Linked DNA regions of Hordeum vulgare: region 1 is linked to region 2. Evidence: chromatin contacts called from public Hi-C data. All regions are on one chromosome and are shown on one strand. Each heading gives the region's core, a stretch centred on a gene start, on an enhancer-like site or on the middle of the called end of the contact. The rest is flanking DNA. Distances are from core to core; before and after follow the strand shown. Region 1 has its middle 52 kb from the start of LOC123445149. Region 2 has its middle 110 kb from the start of LOC123445147.

Evidence for each region. Hi-C and Micro-C count contacts between places; a contact is called where the count stands out from the background.
Region 1: a Hi-C map of seedling shows a contact between it and region 2, with 3 times the contacts expected there. The contact joins two enhancer-like sites. A contact is called at or near these places in 3 of 6 Hi-C or Micro-C datasets (leaf and seedling).

The regions. Positions count from the first base shown.
Region 1 is chr3H:566,966,019-566,971,401 of MorexV3_pseudomolecules_assembly, reverse strand. No RefSeq gene overlaps it. Among protein-coding and RNA genes, the nearest start is that of LOC123445149, 52 kb to the left of the region's middle. Within about 2 kb of position 3,726, at least 2 of the 3 cell types and tissues checked have open chromatin away from gene starts, as enhancers often do. A contact at or near this core is called in seedling, where this site is marked.
Region 2 is chr3H:566,764,667-566,770,407 of MorexV3_pseudomolecules_assembly, reverse strand. No RefSeq gene overlaps it. Among protein-coding and RNA genes, the nearest start is that of LOC123445147, 110 kb to the left of the region's middle. Within about 2 kb of position 4,452, at least 3 of the 3 cell types and tissues checked have open chromatin away from gene starts, as enhancers often do. A contact at or near this core is called in seedling, where this site is marked.

The sequences.
Region 1 (5,383 bases), core at 2,477-4,976, 200 kb before region 2:
ATGGAGGCCTGAGCGTGCGCATCAAATTCGACTCGATGGAGGCACGAGCGTGTGCTGCAAATTCGTGTACTTATTTTTTTCCACAAAAATATATACATTACTTTTTTTATTTATTCAACCATGACAAAATATATATCACATGGGTCAAATAGGGGTAAAATAGTCCTTTTATGTCAAGCTTAACGTCGTTACTAGCCAATGACAGAAGTATCACATAGGGAACAAAATGAAGTTGAAGTGTCAAAAAGGGAAGAATTTTTTTAGGCCAAAAAGGGAAGAAAATTTAATAAATTCCAAATAAGGAATCCTTTAAAAAAAAGGGCAGCAAAAAATAAACTGCAAAACATTCAGGCAAACACTGAAATTTCTGCTTGCAAATCCGTGTGTTTGTGTAAAGAATTTTAGGTAAACCAACAACAAAAGGTAGGCAAATATTTGGCCATACTTCTCGATCTCTACATGATCCCTACAACACAAAAGCTTCCCCCCTCTCGATCTTGTATGATCTTCATGTTGTTACCCTCTCCTCCCCTGTTGGATTCAGTCTGCTTTAGTTGCTTTTAATTCCTTGTAGCTGGTCCAGGCCCTTCCAAGAAAATAAAACAAATTGGAAAAAAGTGGCTTAGAGGAATAAGTATTATGACTTGTAGTTGCTGAAAAGGGAAAAACTAAATAAAGAAAGGAATTATTAGGTCCTTGAGTTTTTTCAAGCAATGAAAGATGCTTATGTATAGTATTCTCCAGAACAGAAGGTATTCTCTTGTAGTGATTTTTCTACTGACCTATGAAAGGGTTTCCTCTATACATAAACTTGCTTATGTTTATGTATGGATTCCCAGTTAAGTTGCACTTCGTTAAATGGATGATAAAAAGGACCCCAACTCTAGGTAGTTCTTGTCTCACAAGTTTTTTTTGCATGATCTCCCTCCCTCTATAGCCTGTGTATGCAAATTGAATCTTTCGCCTATGTATGCAAATTGAATCTTTCGAACTTGTATTGGATTTGCATACACAGGCTATAGTGGAGGGATATTATAAGGACTGGTGGGCGACTATATATTGGGGTTTAGACGACCGTGTGTGTGGATAAGCGTGAGGGCAAATTATTGTATTAGGTTAGTTGAGCCATGCAACTGTTGGTAGAGGGTGGGAGCAGTTAAAAATAGACTATTGGTAGTAGGCAAAATTGTCATTATTGTTAGGCAAGAAAACATGTAAAGAAAATGAAATTAAAATTTGGCACTAGTGTTAGGCAACAACCATTTCATGTGATGGGTTTTGCCTACTTGTCTCAACAGCAAATGCGTAAAAAAATGATGCCTATGGATATGAAAAGGTTGCCTACTTTGGTTATCTAGTAGTATAAACTGAATAGAAGTTGCCCAGAGGGATACGTATCATTTGCGTATATAGTGTTTTTAGAAATAAAAAATATTGCATTGGTCATCTAGTAGTAAGAAAAACTGAGAAAAGTTGGCCCCCGAAACTATATATGAGTTGTAGTCTATAGTGCTTCTAGATATGAAATGCTTGCCTACATCGTTCAAAATGATAACAAAAAAGTTACCTACATCTCCATGTTGCCTACCCGATTTTTGCCGAAATAATCATCTAGGTATCAGTGTTTATATGGTGTAGAAAGTGGATCTAGTCACCTAGCTAAGATAGATAGAGGCAATAACATGTTCTACATTGGTTGTGTTTTTTAGGCGACTAGATGATTTGGATGATTAAGAGAGCATTAACATAGATAACCTAGGTGTCAGATAAAGTGTCCCTCGATTCCACGAATAAAAATCCACACAACTAGATACATGTGTTAGAGCATATTTCTCCGTGTGTGGTTTTGGTAATTGATGACAATCCCTATGGACTAATGGTTACCTTGAGTTATATTCGAAGATTTTGTCCATAGGCACTTCTTGAAGTCCATCTGCTAATTTCAAGGAGTTTTTATGGTGACCAAGGTGGTATTCAAGGTTTTATCCAAGGCTGGGTCATGTGAGAGTTGAGCTTATTGCAAGCATGTCTTGAAGACGAAGATTGTGTGGACATTCATGTTTACCTTCAAGACATCATCTTTATAAAGAGATAAGATAAGACACAAGGTTGATCAAGACTAAGTCAAAGAGTGAATCAAGTTGATCAACACACAAAGCATACAACATGTATCGAGAGGGATCAAGTGATCCCATGGTATGATAAGAATTGTCCATTACACTATGTACTAACACATGGTCCTCGTGAGAGCTCTGTGTGGTGTTAGGTGTGTTTCCATAGGCTTGTGTCAGGAGGAAGATCTCATTCAACCCGTGAAAGATTGCGGTGTGCAAGTTCAAGTGGAGCATCATGAAGAGATCATGCTTAAAGCTTGCCGTCCATTGTGGTGGCAATGGACTTGTGAAGATGTGCTGAAGAATGGCTCACCCATAGTGGAGTATGAGGAAGCAATCTAGTAGTCTTCATTGAGCCGACACAATCAAGAAAGGTGGTCCATCTTGAGAAGGACAACATCATCATCATTTAGCTCAAGTGGGCTATGTAAAAGGCAAAGGTTTGTCCTTGATAGGTTTTATATTTTACCGATCTCGGTGTGTTAGTTTGTTGACCGAGTTATAGGATAGGTTGATGTAATATCCAGGGGGGCTCTCAAGTGAGTAGCTTGATCGTATCATTCGTTGAGAGCTCAAATCATCGCATTCTTGGCATCATCATCTTTCTTGGTTCTTGGTTGGCTTTTCTCTATGTTGGTTCTTGAGCTTATGGTCATCTTCATGATAAGCTCGAATTCATCGAAAAAGGAGTTCATGTGCATCTTCTATGATGTTTTAGACATTGAAGTTTCGTCGGATCTTCATTTATATAGGTTTCACATCTCTATATCATTGGCATTTTCATAACTGTCTCTTCTTGAGATTACCAGTCATTGTTTGGATAGTACTCCTCGTGTACCGCCTCGAGGTGACCAGAAGTGCCGCCTCGCAGCTCTACCTGACGCGGTCAAACCCTAGTATCCATGCTCGTATGGCAATCGCTCGCCTGCAGCCCTCCAGCGACTCGCTTGTTTACGTACATGCACTGTGCTCGAGCACGGGCTTTGCCACAACCCATCTCGCCTGTTATGGATTTGTGAGACTTCGACATGTCCCAACATAGGACCTCTTTCAAACGAACCCGCCGCTCCTCCACGGCATCTATTTTGGGGGAATCTCCTATTTGCCGCATTTTGCGCCAAGTAGTCGAGGCTCCGCACATGGGAGATCGAGCGATAGTTCTAACTTGACCGACCCCTTCACGCGAAATATCTCCAAGCGGTTTGGCTGGTTTTGGAAACCTTTCAGATGTTTCTAGCCATTTTTTATGGGTTTGGTAAACTTCTAGAAGGTTCCTTGAACAGTTTTTTTCTTTATTTATTGTTTTCTTTGAAACTCAAAAAAAAAATCAATTTTCAAACATTACTAATAAATTTAAAAAATTATATTTTAAAAAAAGTTCTTCAAATTTAAAAAATGTTTTTCTTCAAATTCTAAAAAAGGAAATAAAAAATGAACAAAAAAAGAAAATAAACAGAACAGAAAAAAATATATATCAGATTTCCTTAAAACAAAATAAAAACTGGACATTCCGTAAAAAAAAAACTGGACCGACCCAGTCGGGTGACCGTCCTGTGCGTCCATTCGGCAGTTCGCCGCAAGGTCCATTCGCAGTTCGCCGCGACGAACAGCGCATAGGAGATCCCTATCTTAGTCAGCACTGCATGCGCCTGTAAACAACCTAGCGCTCGCAAAGCCGACCCACGACCACGCTGGCTTGCTCGGCGTTAGTTCAGTCGCTAGCTTCGCTGAACCGGTCGCTCGCTAGCAGCCCAGTTTGTTTTTCTATTTTTCTATTGATTCCGTTGAAAAAATACCGTCCAGTTTTTCAATTCCTTATGAAATAAAAATGTGAAAGCAAAAAAGGTCTAAAGCTTAAAAAAAAGTTTCATCCATTTAAAAAAACTGTATATCTTTAAAAACGTTTTGTAGATTTTCAGAAAAGGTTCATCAATTTTGAAAAAAGTTCATCTATTTAAAAAAAGTTCATTAATTTGAAAATGGTTCATCTGTTTGACAAAGTTCATAGATTTGAAAAAGGTACATCAATTTTGAAAAAAAAATCATCGAAATTAAAAAAGGTTCATTTTATTTGAAAAATGTCCTTCAAAATTCGAAAAACATTCATGGATTTTTTAAAGAGTTCATCGGTTAGAAAAAAACTTATCGATTTAAAACCAAAAGTTCACGTATTTACGGACAATTCACCGGGCAAGGAAAAAAATTAACAACAACGGATTTTTTGGACAAGTGTTTATAAAATGTGGAACAATTTGTTTTTTCCTTTTTTATCAAGCATTTAAAAAAAATGTGGAAGAAGTGTTTAAAAATGTTGAACATTTTATTTTGGTTTTAGTAAAAAATAATTTCGTGTATTCAACATTTTTAAATACTTGTTCAACATTTTAATACTTATTTATCAATTTTAATATACATGTTCAACCTTTGTAAATACGTGTTCAACATTTTTAATACATGTTCAACATTTTTAAATACTTGTTCTTTATTTTAACATGTTTAAAAAAATTCATATTCTCATTCAAGATTTTTTAGTACTTATTCAACTTTTCTAAATACTTGTTCAACATTTTTAATAATTACTCGACATTTTTAATAATTACTCGACATTTTTAATACTTATTCAACATTTTAAATACTTATTCTATATTATTGAAAATACGTGTTCAACATTTTTATATACATGATCAACATTTTTTTGAAATACTTGTTCCACATTATTCAAATACTTGTCCAATATTTTTAAATTACTTGTTCAACATTTTTTAACTCCCGTTCAACATTTTTTCAAATGCTTGATTAAATTTTTTATATACATAATTAACATTTTTTAAAATACTTCTTCAATATTTTTCAAATACCTATTCAATAGTTTTCAAATACTTCTTCACTATCTTTCAAAAGTTTCATTATACTGTTTTTATAATATATGTATTTATTACATTTTAAAGTATAAAAAACTAATATAAGTAAAAAATGAAAAAGAAAACATAAAGGAACGGAAAAAGGCGGCTGGCCTTTCGTGCTGGTGGGCTGACCCATCTAGGTCCCCCCTTCAGCGAGAGGTTCCTCCTGTCTCCCTGAAGGCGAGACATAGGGGATCCCCCGCTTCTCCTCAATCGAGCGGATCGAATCGGCTGCAGGCCTCAACATCTTCATCGCTGCCGGCCGCCCCTTCTTGTGTCATCGAGCAACGACAATCCAAGTTGTGGGTATGATGAAATCTTGCAACATGAGAGAAAATAGACTTACCTTAGGTAGCGCCCCCTCCA
Region 2 (5,741 bases), core at 3,203-5,702:
CTATGGATTATATCGGGGTAATCAGTCGTGAAGAATTTAAAATACAGTAACTTATGCAATAGTAAAATATGAAACAATTTATAAAAATACCTATTTTTTATGGTTCGCCTATCATACTATAACCGATCTCATTAGTTTTGTGTTGAGTTTTATGTGCTGAAATTTTTAAGTTTTGGGTGTTATAACGATGGATGAAGGAATAAGGAGCGCCAAATATCCTAAGCTTCGGGATGCCCAAGGCACCGCAAGTCAAATTCTAGGAAGAATCAAGCGTCTAAGCTTGAGGATGCTCCGGAAGGCATCCCCTTTTTAGTCTCAATCCATGGGTATGTCACTTAGATCAAGATACATTTTTATTCATCACATGATATGAGTTTTGCTTGGAGCGTCGTGTACTATAGTTTGCTTTTGTTTTAGTTTTCCACAATAATTGTTTGCTCGATACACCCAATTGAGAGAGAGACATGTTTATCATGATTCGTTAGAATACTGTGTATGCTTCACTTATATCTTTTGAGCTAAGCAGTTGCTCTAGTGCTTTACTTATATCTTTTAGAGCATTGTGGCATATAGATTTTATAAAAATGATCGCACTCTCGTTCTTCACTTAAATTTGTTTGAGAGTTAATAAATAGGGATAGTAATTTGCATGGTTTATAGGACTAGTCAAAAAATATTAGGTATTCAAGAAGTGCATAATCAAAACCTTCACATAGCACATAAAAGAGGAATTGTGGGTTAATGATATTGATGTGGTAATATGAAAGGGCCTGAGTGCATGGTTGTTGGTTAGTAGAAATATCGATATTTAAAGGGTTTTAATTTGTTGTTAATCTAAATATTGGTTGTGGCATGGTGATGATATGTGAGCATTCTTATTCCCCATAGAAATCATATTGTTGTTTACGTCGGGGGCGTGCGATGGTTAACTCCTACCAACCTCCTCCCTAAGGGGCATGCAAGTAGTACTTTTCTTTGAGAGATCTAATAAAACTTTGTGATAAGTATGTGAGTTCTTTATGACTAATGTGAGTCCATGGATGTATGAACTCTCACCTCATCATATTTTCTAGCCTCTTCGGTTCTCTGTATCGCCCGTTCTCACCTCGAGGATCAGTGCAAACTTCGGCAGTGCATCCAAACCCCGATACACTCTGTTGCACATAAGCCACCTTATATTTTCTAAAAATAACCACCATACCTACCTATCATGGCATTTCCATAGCTATTCCTAGATATATTTCCATCCAACTTTCATCGTTACATCATAAGACTAGTACATTCATTGTCATATTTCTTTGCATGATCATGTAACTGACATAGTATTTGTGGCAAAGCCAGCGTTCATCATTGTTTACATGTTATGCTAGATCAATGCACATCCTGGTACACTCTCAAAGGCATTCATATTGAGTCATACTGTTTAGTAGTTTTTCTTCATATCAAGTTGTCGGTAAATAGATGTCCAAATACCCCAAAAGAATTTGATGATTTTTTCTGGACAAAATAAGGACTTGGAAGCTTCGACGGAACACCGGAGGACAGACGAGGCGCCCCCAAGGCAACAGGACACGTCCAGGTGGAGTGGCCATGTCCTGATGGATTGCGGCCACCTCCCAGCCCTCCAGCCCTTGTTCTATGGCGTATAAATTCTCTAATTTCACAAAAAACCTAGAGAGTCTCCTGAAACACTTTTCCCGTAGCTGCAAGTCTCTATTCCACCGCATGCAAATCTGGAGCCCTGTTCCGGTGCCCTGTTGGAGGGGGCTCGATCACAGAGGGCCTCTACATCAACCTTGTTGCTCCCATGGTGATGTCTGAGTAGTTCACCGCAAACATACGGGTCCGTTGTTTACCTAGATGGCTATCTTTCTCTCTCTCTCTCTCTCTCTCTCTCTCTCTCTCTCTCTCTTCTCTCTCCAACCCTCTCTTTCTCTCTCTCTATGTTCTTCGTTGCCATGATCACCGCGATTCCTGCGGTGATCTATCTTGTGTAATCACTCTTGTGCGGTGCCTGTGTTGGGATCCGATGAATTGTGGATTTATGTTCAGATTATTCATGAATACTATTTGAGTTTTCTCTAAATTCTTATATGCATGGTTGTGATAGTTTCACAATTATCTCCGATCTATTGATTTCGTATGGCGAACTAAATTGATGGGTCATTTACATTTCAGCCCCTAGCTCGAACCACCTACTCACATTTTCCCCTAATTCCGAAGTGTGCTCAAATTTTTCCCTCTTTCGTTAAGTGCGGTTATAGAAATGCCCTTCCGTACATCTTCGGTCCTGTCAAAGGCCTTTGACCGTTAAGGGTTATAGGTGACCGAGCTTCATGGAGCCCTTTATATTTGAGGATGGATTTCTCGAGTTTGAGGATGAATAGTATTATGTGTTAAAAAGCCTTAGATTTGTTTTTTTTGCACAATAGTCATTTCAACGCATTTCTTCCTAAAATTTACACACATGCGTGTTATGCCTTCATGTATATCTGTATTTTTTCAGATTTTTATGAATTGTAAAAATATGAATTTTGGATTTTTCAAAAACCGGCCTCCCTCCAAAAGGCTTTTTCATATTTATTTATTTTGTGTCCTGTTTTTTTCCTTTGTTTTCTTTTTTAATTTTTACGTTTTTATAATTTGATAACTTTTTATTTTTTTCAATACGCATCCTACATCTTTTGTAAATAAATAATATATTTTTACACGTTAAACATTTTTTGAAATACCTGACTCATATTTTTGTGAAAACATATGTTGTGATCCGTCCTTTTTTGTGTATACATTTTATAAAATACTTAACTCATTTATTTTTGAAAATATTAATGTCGACGTTTTTTCGTACATATTGTTCATTTTTCCTATAAACTGGGATTTGTTGTACACTTGTTCAAGATTTGTTTAGTGCATGATTGCCAACTCTCTCCTAATAGTGGTTTTTGAGCATTTTTGAATATGTCTTAAAAATTCACAATATGTGTTAGAAATTTCAATTATCATTAATATACTTTTTAATGCTATAAAAGTATTTTAATAAGTTAACAATTTGTATACACTATGCTATCATTTGAAATTAAATTATGGAAATTCTAGTATTTGGATATTTGTAAATATACATACAAATGAAAAGAAATAAATAATGCAATTTGGAAGAAACAACGGAAGCAAACACTAGGTTTTTAATATGTTAACATTTTTTCTGTTTTTTCTTTATTTTTTAGTTTTCCGGTTTTTTGTTTCTTTTGTTTTTTTTTCTAAGGTAATTTTTTCAAAATCTAAGTTCATATTTGAAATTTTTTGTTGAAATTAAGAAAATATTCTTGCTTTTATAAAAATGTTTTAAATTTCAAATTTGTTCATGTTTCAAAATTTGTTCACAATTCAAAAAATGTTCGCTGTTTCCAAATTTGTTAACAATAGGAAAAGTGTTCATAATTTTATAATTTTGTTCAGTAATTTGAAATATGTTCATATTTCAAAACAAATTCACAATTTAAAAAAGTTCACAGTTTCAGAATTTGTTCATAAATCATAAATTGTTCAGAATTTTAAAATTTTGTTCATGAATTTGATTTTTTTTCATGTTTCAATTTTTTTTCACGATCGATAAATGTTTACGCTTTCAAAATTTGATTCACAATTCAAAAACTGTTCCTAATTTTATAATTTGTTCATGAATTTGAAATTTCTTCGCAATTCCAAAATTTTTGGTGTATCAAAATTTGTTCACAATTTTATAATTTTGTTCATGAATTTGAAATTTGGTCATGTTTCAAAATTTGTTTACAATTCAAAAACTATTCATGGTTTCAAAATTTGATCGTAGTTCGAATTTTTTTCATAATATTATAATTTGGTTGACGAATTTCAAATTTGTTCATGTTTCAAAATTTGTTCAAAATTCGAAAAATAATGGCGGTTTCCAAATGTGTTCACAGTTCAAAAAATGTTCATAACTTTATAATTTATTTCAGGTTTCAACAAATGTTATCATTTTGTTCCTTTTTTAAATGTTTTGTTATTCCCAAAACTGTTCATGTTTTCACAAAATGTTCGAGTATTAAATATTTTGATCACAAATATGTAAATTTTCACGTTTCAGAAATTTGTTCACATTTCAAATAATATTATTGTTTCCAGAATTTGTTTAAAGTTTCAAAAAAAGTTCAGATACTTCATTATATGTTAATTTCTTTGCAATTTAAAAAATGTTCATGTTCTCATTTTAAAAAAATGTTCACGAATTTTCAAAAAATGTTATCATTTTCAAGATGTGTTTTCATAATGTTGCTCGTAGTTTCAGAAAAATTCTTACATATCGATTCTTTATTTTTTTCAGATTAATCTTCAACAGAAGTCATCTGGGCGGACTGGCTAGCAACACGTGCGTGTATACCGATTGTTTTGTCAATTTTTTACTGCACGTCAGACAAATGGGCCGGCCCAGATAAACGATCTTCTGTGTGGATCATCGTCCCTTCGCCGCAAAGAGCGGCACATAGGAGGTCCCTATGCATACTCCGCACAGAGGTGCAACTTTAGCACCTCCTATGAGCGCTTCATTGATTCCACCTATAGATTCCAACTTTAGCACAGAGGTTGTCATGCGGTGGTTTTTAGGGCTTTATTGATTCCAACTTTAGGACTGGCATCATGTAGATCCCTTGTAATTCCTTTTTACAGAGTACTGAAATTTTTAAGATGTTATCTTCAAGCTAGCTCATCCCAAAACATACCTCGCTGCTAGTTTCGCCACTAGTTGAGACTGTGCGTAGAGATAGCAATGGGACGAAGGACTGGTGATTCTTCCTGAGCTATTTTGTATCCTGAGCGAACAGGCTTTTATCCAGAACGAACACTGTACTTTGGCTTCGGTTTTACCAATTTTTCCTTTCTTTTTTTTGTTTTGTTGATTTACAGGTGTGAAGTGTGTGAACATTTTACAATAACAAAATATGAAAACCTTAATACAATTAATAAACGTTCACTGCATCCTAAAACAAATCAACCTGCATTTAAAAAGTTCTTCGTATATTTGAAAAATGTCCAATGTATATTAAAAAATGGTCAATGTGTCTTTAAGGATTGTTTATTTTGTTTCAAATTAGTACAGTGTGTTTTGCACAAAATATTCACTGTATATAATCTATTAACATGCCCTCAAAAAATATTGTTGTATAAAATAGATTTAGAAATGAAATAAAAATTCTCATACTGTTTAGAGAATATTGAATGTGCATTTCTAGCAAAGTAAAATAAAATGATGAACTGAAATAAAAATGGAGAAATAAAAGGAGAAAAGAGAAAGAGGTGAAATAAAAAAACAGAAAAACAGAAAAAACTCAACATTACTAGAGCTAGGCCAACGGAAACTGTGACAAAGCCATCGAGTAGGCCGGTCCGATGTCCATCATTTTAAACTTTAGCCCTTTGATTGGACCCTCGCATGCGTCAAATAGTGTTTTCTCCTAACTAAAGCTTTTAGCGCCGGATGTTTTCTTTGTTAGGCATGTCACAAAAGCTTTATTGAATTGGCACAACATTTACATGGGCGAACAAAAGATCACCCGGGTGGCCTAACCATACATGACAGCCGATCGAGCAAGTGTTTGCAAGGTTGTGAGTCTCAAAATTCGAGGATATAAACTCTTATCGGATAATGCATGACTAAAACTTACTAGAAAAAGCTATCATTTCCCGCACTACCGCTCCATACAACGTCTATATTCCTTCTTTCG